2 separate regions of the Ovis aries genome follow, and region 1 is linked to region 2. Evidence: chromatin contacts called from public Hi-C data. All regions are on one chromosome and are shown on one strand. The core of a region is the stretch at or near the end of the contact, and the rest is flanking DNA. Distances in the headings are between cores, read along the strand shown.

Region 1 (3,637 bases), core at 264-2,763, 730 kb after region 2:
CTCAATGGACATGAGTTTGAGTGAACTCCAGGAGTTGGTGATGGACAGGGAGTCCTGGCGTGCTGCAATTCATGGGGTCGCAAAGAGTCAGACACGACTGAGCGACTGAACTGAATACATTTTTTTAATAATGTATTAAATCATATTTTCTGAAGGGTTTTCTCCTTTATTTCTAAATCCGAGTGCCTTATCAAGCAATATGGAACCTACATGTCGAATGTATTTAAACCTGTTTGTTATAGGTATTACATTGTATGACACTGACATTCTCCTCTGTAGGAGCTATTTCAAGGCTCAAGTGATTCTGAGGCTCAAATGTTAGAGAACTTTCTTCTCCTGGTCCCTCAAAGAGTCCCAGAATTTGTAAACCATACTCTTGACTCCTTACTGCACATCAGTTTCTTTTGTTATTATTATTATTGAAATATAGTTGATTACAATGTTGTGCTAATTTCTGCGGTACAGCAAAGTGATTCAGTTGTACATATATATACATTCTTTTTTATATTATTTCCCTTCGTGGTTATCCCACGACATTGAATATAGCTCCGTGTGCTATATAGTAGGACCTTGCTGGTTTTCATTCTATATATAATAATTTGCATCTGCTAGTCCCAACTCTGGATCCATTCCTCCCCCAACGCCTCCCCCTTGGCAACCACAGGGAACTTCCAGTCCTTAAATGTTTGTCCACGCTTGACAGTCATGTGGTGGAAGGATTTCCCAATTAGTAAAGCCAGTCCTTCCCCCTTCTTTTTTGTCCTTTGTCCCTGATTCTAAAACAAAGTAGATGTTCGTAAAACCAGTCCCTCCCCTTCTAGAGCTCCTTTCCCATTTGTCCTTGATTCTAGCTGCTTTGGATAGAGAATGAAATGGCTTCTCTACGAGGCAGTAGAGAGTACAATCTATAAACCCTCTCTGCAACTGAATGGAATAGGATGACACTGGAGAATCCCATGGTAAGGAGAGAAAAAGCACCATGTGAGTGCAAGGCGCCACTGGACTCTTCACAAAGCCCCTTTCAAAATACTGCCTCCCATTATTGCCGCCTCTTCAGAAGGCAGCTGGAGGACTGCTAATGGTACTGCTGGAAACACCTGCCAATGTGCACCCCCGGCTTCCACAGCCTTCTCTGAGAAGGGACAGGCTGTGCCCCCAAAGGAGCCGCGTAAGCATTATTCCACTTACTATTATGGCATCACAAAGTACTTCAAATGTCAGCGTATAAAACGATAATCATTTTATTTTGCTCCCAGTTTCTGTAGGTCAGGAATTCAGGCAGAGCTTGACGAGGACGTTTCTACTGGGGGTCCCACAAGAGGCTGCAGTCAGATACTGGCTGAAACTGCAGATATCTGCAGGTACAACAGGGTTACACAGCCAAGATGGTCCACCCACACAGCCAGCAGCTGACCCTAGCCAGCAGATCAGAGGGGCACTCAGTGGGGCTGTTGACTGAAGAGCTCCCCACGGCCCCTCTCCCTCGCGGCGGCCCCAGGACAGCCCCAGTGCACGCATCCTCGCAGCCAGGGCAGAGGCGGCGCGGCTTTGGATGATGTAATCTTGGAAATGACAGAGATTGTGACTGAGCAGGCCCCTATGGGGACTTCCCAGAATAGACCTCTCTCTCCACCCATGTCCTCCACCTGCCTTTTGTCTGCAGGAAAGCTTCAGTCAAAGAATAATCAGAGAAGTGAGAAAATGCAGAAAGAAAGGAAAACAGTCAAGCAAGACAAGTTAATAATACTTTAACCATTGACTAAAGTCGACGAGCTTTAGCTCTTCCCCAAGAGCTGTGGGTAATATTCCGAGCCATGTCCTTTGAGCTGTTCTGCAGACCCCAGACGGGTCGGAACCAGAAGCCTGATGATGCTGACTCCCAATGGCATCATCACCAGCCAGTCAGAAGAGCATCCACAAGAAGGCCACACCCTGCTCCTCGAACACCACGACTCTCCACTACCCCCTCTAGGGTTGGGGCACTTAGTTTTGAGGGCATTGGCCTGCTGTGGCCCGCTCTGCCTGATAAAGCGATAAAGCTGTTTCTTCCTGCTTCACCCCAAACTGTTTCTATTTGGCACCGGTGGACAGAGGCCAAGTTTTGTTCTAGTCTCCTGACAAAAGCAGTCACAAGCCTGCCTGGACTCTGGGGAAAGAATCCACTGAGCCCCCACCTCTCGATGGAAGGGATGCCAAGGATTTGCAAAGGAGACTAAAACCACCCCAAGAACTCCAGATGCCAGTCTGTTCTGTAGCTGGAAGTCACCCTGGAGGCCGACGCTGCTGCTGCTCTTCCCGCGGCCCCTTCTGGCTCCAGAGGGTGGGCGGTTCGGGGGGTTGCTGGCCATGGCCCTCCGTGGGGGCTCAGGCCGCTCTGTCTCACAGCCCAAGGGCTTTCCCTGGGCTGGGGGAAGAAGCTCAGTCCTAAGGAGCAGCCCCCAACCAAAAGAGATGGCATCAGTGGATAAATCCCCAGCTTCCTCGCCCCTTGCGGGGACAGCGCTATAGCCTTGTCAGGTGGTGCCGCCACGGTGGGGCGGCTGGCCCGGGGGCGGCCAGCTCCTGAGCACAGCCTCTCCGACTCTTCCGCCTCGCTTCTGCTTCCTGACATCCCTTCCCAGCACCCAACATCCTGTCCTCAGCTTTTGGTCTAGTCTCTGGGTCCTGTCTAACTCTTACATGACCCCATGTTCTGTAGCCCTCGAGGCTCCTCTGTCCATGAGATTCTTCAGGCAAGAATACGGGAGTGGGCTGCCATTTCCTCCTCCAGGCAATCCTCCTGACCCAGGGATCGAAGCCATGTCTCCTGCACCGGCAGGCGGATTCTTTACCACTGAGCCACCGGGGAAGCCTGTCATCAGCTTTTAGGAGGATGCAAACTCAAACACTCATTGCGCATGTCCTGGCGAGAGAAGGCCCTGAGCACTGCTGCAGCAGGTGGTCTGAAAGCCCTTCCCCAGCCTGAATTCCCGCTCTCGTCATCATTCATTCCATGACTGGGCCAGCTGAGACGGTCTGAGATCACTCTGCATTCTCAAAGAAGTCACAGGTAAAGCCAAAATTTCCCCATTGCAAGGGATGGTGAGGGGACAGTCAGGGTTCCCTTAGTGGCTCCCATTTCCCCATGAAATAAAAAGCACTGCTTGCACCCCAAACCCCCTCCTCCCAGAAAGCAGCCATAAAAGTCAGCACTGAACAATGGTCTGAAGCCTGAAAATAAATTAAGCAAGACTGAAAGCAGAAAGATCCCAGTAAAATCTAAACTTCCATAGCCAGCAACCCTCGGGCAATTACAGTTTCTACAGAGAAGAGTGGGATTTAGGAATGGAAGTTGTTTCATTTCATTCTTCATCCTCTGCTCCTGGAATTAGCTTCTCAGGTGATCAGTCTCCCCTTGGCTCTCAGGATCTCTTATAATTAGTTCTGTGACACGACACATGTGACTGCGGGCAAAGCTCAGAAGAGTGGAAAGTCTGCTTAGAGCAGTTGCCGGAAGCCCCAGTGTTTTCTCAAGCCTAGCTGGCTAATTCAGTTTCTTGGCACAGCCAAGAATGGGTCCCCAGATCCACCAGGCTGTTCTGGCTCCCCTGAGTGTGAAAATGTCTCAAGAACTCTTCTTTCGCTTCTCTGGATCCTT
Region 2 (3,774 bases), core at 436-2,935:
CTTTGTATCCTTTAGTGAACAAATTTCGTTTGGTTTTATTTTAGCAGGGATAGTTTTCAAGCATTTCCACAAATTTTTCACTAGCAATAACGATATTTTTAAATGTCTTTTTTAAACTACGTCTTTTCACATTAATTTTCAAGCCTTTCGCATCATCATCGCCTTTAATCAGCAAGTCGTGCTCAGGCTTCTCGCATGTACTGGTTGCTGTTGTGTGTTGAGAAAAAGTACGAGTTAATTACATGTTGACATTCAGTAAATCGAAATGTTCAGCTAACACTTCCAAAGCCGCCTACTCTCCCATTCACTTTTAAAATCGCTGGTTTCACTTGAAGATAGGATCCAATCACAGGGAGCCTCTCTGGGTCTCGGTAAGTGTGCACACTCACTTGTTTCTTCAGGTCTCCGCGGGTCCCAGCTGCAGCACGACGGCTCTCCGGTCCTCACTGCTGCACGCGGGGTCTGCAGCCGCAGCGTTCAGGCTCTTGGTCGCAGCAAGTGGGACCTAGCTCTCTGACCAGGGGTCGAGCCAGGGAGCCCTGCACTGGGAGAGCAGAGGCTTGGCCCCTGGATGCCAGGGAAGCTCCTCCTTTGGCCTTCCATTTATTATTTATAATTTGGTACTTGATTTTTCTATGACGAAGTCTTCCTCCACTGCTCTGCAACTTGGCCTGAGGTCAAGTGGCAGCGTAATTGCCTGATCAGAGTTTCAGGAGGAAGAGAGAGGACCCTTCTCTGGATCCCTTGGGTTTCCCTGGTGGCTCAGATGGTAAAGAATCTGCCTGCAATGCAGGAGACCTGGGTTTGACCCCTGTTCGGGAAGATCCCCTGGAGAAGGGAATGGCAACCTACTTCAGTATTCTGGCCTGGAGAATCCCATGGACAGAGGGAAGAGTTGGACACGACTGAGAGACTAACGCTTTTCACTGGGATCCCTAAGGCTGAGGCTCTAGAGATACAGCCTGTTTCGGGGAAGCTGGCGGCCACAGGAGCAGGCCAACGGTTGCCAGATTTTCTTATTTCTTCAGAGAAGGTAGAGATCCGGAATTTCACATAAAATCTCAAAGGCTGCTGGAAGGGCAGGTTAAGAGATCAGAGTGTTTGAGGTATGGGTTTAATTTAATTTTTAACAATATAAGTGAGCCTGAATTAATTACATTAATTCCAGGTGTGATAACAGTAATGACCTAATGATACTAGAGAATTAGCCACAAGCTCCAGTGGAGAGTATTCATGTCAACACGCAATTTTAAGCAATATTTTCTTCTTTCAATACCTGATACCAGAGCAACCAGTGATTCCTATGTTTAAATAAATATCCAGCTTCATAGAATTGTGGGTCCTGACTTTCTCTTCTGTTTAAATCAAAGATTTGTACAGATTCACAGTCATATTATTTAGCAACGTCACAGAATTAGCTCAATTAGAACCAAACTAGTTAGCACAAATGAGACTCTCTGGTGTATAAAAATAATCATAAGCTGTCACTTTGACCTGGAACACCAAACAAAAATTTCCAAATTTCTTGAGAGTCTGACTTGATGATTTGAGTAGTATAGACCTGGAACACAAAGCAAACGCCGTGGAAATGACAGCTGGGGTCCGGGACCCTTGCAGGGACCTGTGTGTGGACCTCACCAGCAGGTGGCAGGAGAGGAGAGAGAATCGCTGACTTGGGCCGACACTCTGCTTCCAAGCCAGAGGGAGACGATTTTTAAATAAACGTCTGTCTGCTAAGATGTCAGTCAGCGTAGTCTTTCCTCCCTCCTGCCTGCCAGGCGTTTGCAGCCCCCAAAGTTAAGTCAAGGTTCAGGGCATCCTGCAAAAACCTCAGCGGTGGACACAGGACGCCCCTCTTCCTGAGCTGTCCGCGGGAAACAGACGCCAGGAGGCGCCACCCCCACGGTCCCCGTCCAGCTGCACCCGCAGGAGGCGGCCTAGGTTTCCAGGGCCTTTTCTTTTTAAACCAAAGGGATCCAGTCCTACATGGCGTTGAAGAGGTTATCATTTTAAAGTGAACCGGGGGAGTCTTTTAATACCTTTGCCCCCTCCTTTAAAGCAATATTTCCCCAGGCCTGGGCTGCCAAGCAAGCGGCATGAACCAGGGGTGCTCACGCAGGGCTCACGCTGGCCACCTCCGGATGCCTCAGAACACAGCCTGCACGGGGCTCCCCAGGAGCTGGTCTCAGCTGCCCCGCCCTGCGGAACGCAGGCCAGCAGCTTTAGTGAGCCAGATTCTCCGAAAAACTTTCAGACAGCCCCACACTGCTATTCCTTTACAACTGACCTTGGGATTGTTGTGGCTTTTTTTTTTTTTTTCCAAAAAGCATGAGGGGTGTGTGTGTGTGTGTGCACATGTGCGTGTGCATGATACATACATGACATTGACTTAGAACGTCAGAGTGAGTTCTTTACCCCTCACTTTGCTGAGAGCAGAGTAAAGCTGATTACTGAAATCCTGTGCCTCAACTGTGTCCTCTACAAGGTGGAGCTGACCACCATTTCTGCCCTTAAAGTTATGTTTGTGAACACGGAGGGGACTCCCCGGGGGCCCAGTGGATAAGAAGCTGCCTTGCCATGCAGGGGACAAAGCAGCAATCACGGGTCTGAGAAGATCCCACATGCCACAGGGCAACCAAGTCCATGAGCCGCAACCACTGAAACCTAGAGCTGTGCTCCCCAAAGAGAAGCCACAGAAGCGAGAAACAGGCCCCGCTCCCCAAACAGAGCGCATCCCCACCCCACTGCACCCGGAGAAAGCCCACCCACAGCGACGAAGACCCAGGGCAGCCGAAAATAAATAAAAAATAGCTCTTTAAAAAGTCACAGTGAGCAGGGCCATCCAAAGACATTCCTAGGCACCAGCCCTTTGGCAGTCTTACCTTAGGAAAGAGTAAGCATATTTTTCAAAGCCCTAAAACTCACTAAATATAAGAAATCATTTAAAACTATTTAATAAGGTTTATAACTTTATTGTCAAAATGATTACTATTCATTTCAGCTGTTCAGTTTTTCTTCTGTGCTTTTGAGCCAGCGTATTTCTGCCAAGACTCAACCACTTTCACAATTTGCTGCAGAGCCATAGGCTCCAGACATCACTCCTGTAGGGGTAGTGGACAATGCATCTCTTACTGTGAGGCTTGAAGAGACAGTCCACACGAGGCGGTTCACACTGTGCAGACTCATCGAAAACAGTGTCAGCCGGGCCTGGTGATCGTCTTGACTGTGTGTCCTCTGAGGCTATCCCGACTCCCAGGAGGAGACCAGCCAGCGCCAGAGTGCTGAGCAGCCGGCCACGGCTCTCACGTGGCATGTCTGAGCCACCCCACGGGTTTACATCCTGAGGTCCAGGCCGCTTGCCTCTCTGCCAGACTGTCCGGGCGGGAGAAGGGACTAGGCGTTGGTATTTTTTACCTCTCCCCAGGTGATCCCAGTGTGCACAGCTGACATGTCTGAGTCAGAGGTGAGTATTCTCCATGTGCCTCCGCCATCGTCAATTAATCTCTTTACGGAATTTTTGAGATGGTAGGACGGCATCACTGATTTGATGGAACTGGGTTTGAGCAAGCTCTGGGAGGTGGTGATGGACAGGGAAGCCTGGCGTGCTGCAGTCCATGGGGTCACAAAGAGTTAGACACGACTGAGCGACTGAACTGAACTGATATGTACATAATACACACACATATATATATCTCACAGGACAGGCATCTATATATATATACACACATATATATGTGTATATATATAATGGAATACTACTCAATCATGAAACAG

What was found. A called contact is a pair of places that touch in the nucleus more often than the background predicts.
Region 1: a Hi-C map of liver shows a contact between it and region 2, with 7 times the contacts expected there. The contact joins two enhancer-like sites. A contact is called at or near these places in 9 of 16 Hi-C or Micro-C datasets (blood, hypothalamus, liver and 5 more).

What each region holds. Positions count from the first base shown.
Region 1 is chr26:41,294,073-41,297,709 of ARS-UI_Ramb_v3.0, forward strand. No RefSeq gene overlaps it. Among named protein-coding and RNA genes, the nearest start is that of NR1D2, 44 kb to the right of the region's middle. Within about 2 kb of position 1,514, at least 4 of the 54 cell types and tissues checked have an H3K27ac peak or open chromatin away from gene starts, as enhancers often do. A contact at or near this core is called in liver, where this site is marked.
Region 2 is chr26:40,561,211-40,564,984 of ARS-UI_Ramb_v3.0, forward strand. No RefSeq gene overlaps it. Among named protein-coding and RNA genes, the nearest start is that of RARB, 160 kb to the left of the region's middle. Within about 2 kb of position 1,686, at least 3 of the 54 cell types and tissues checked have an H3K27ac peak or open chromatin away from gene starts, as enhancers often do. A contact at or near this core is called in liver, where this site is marked.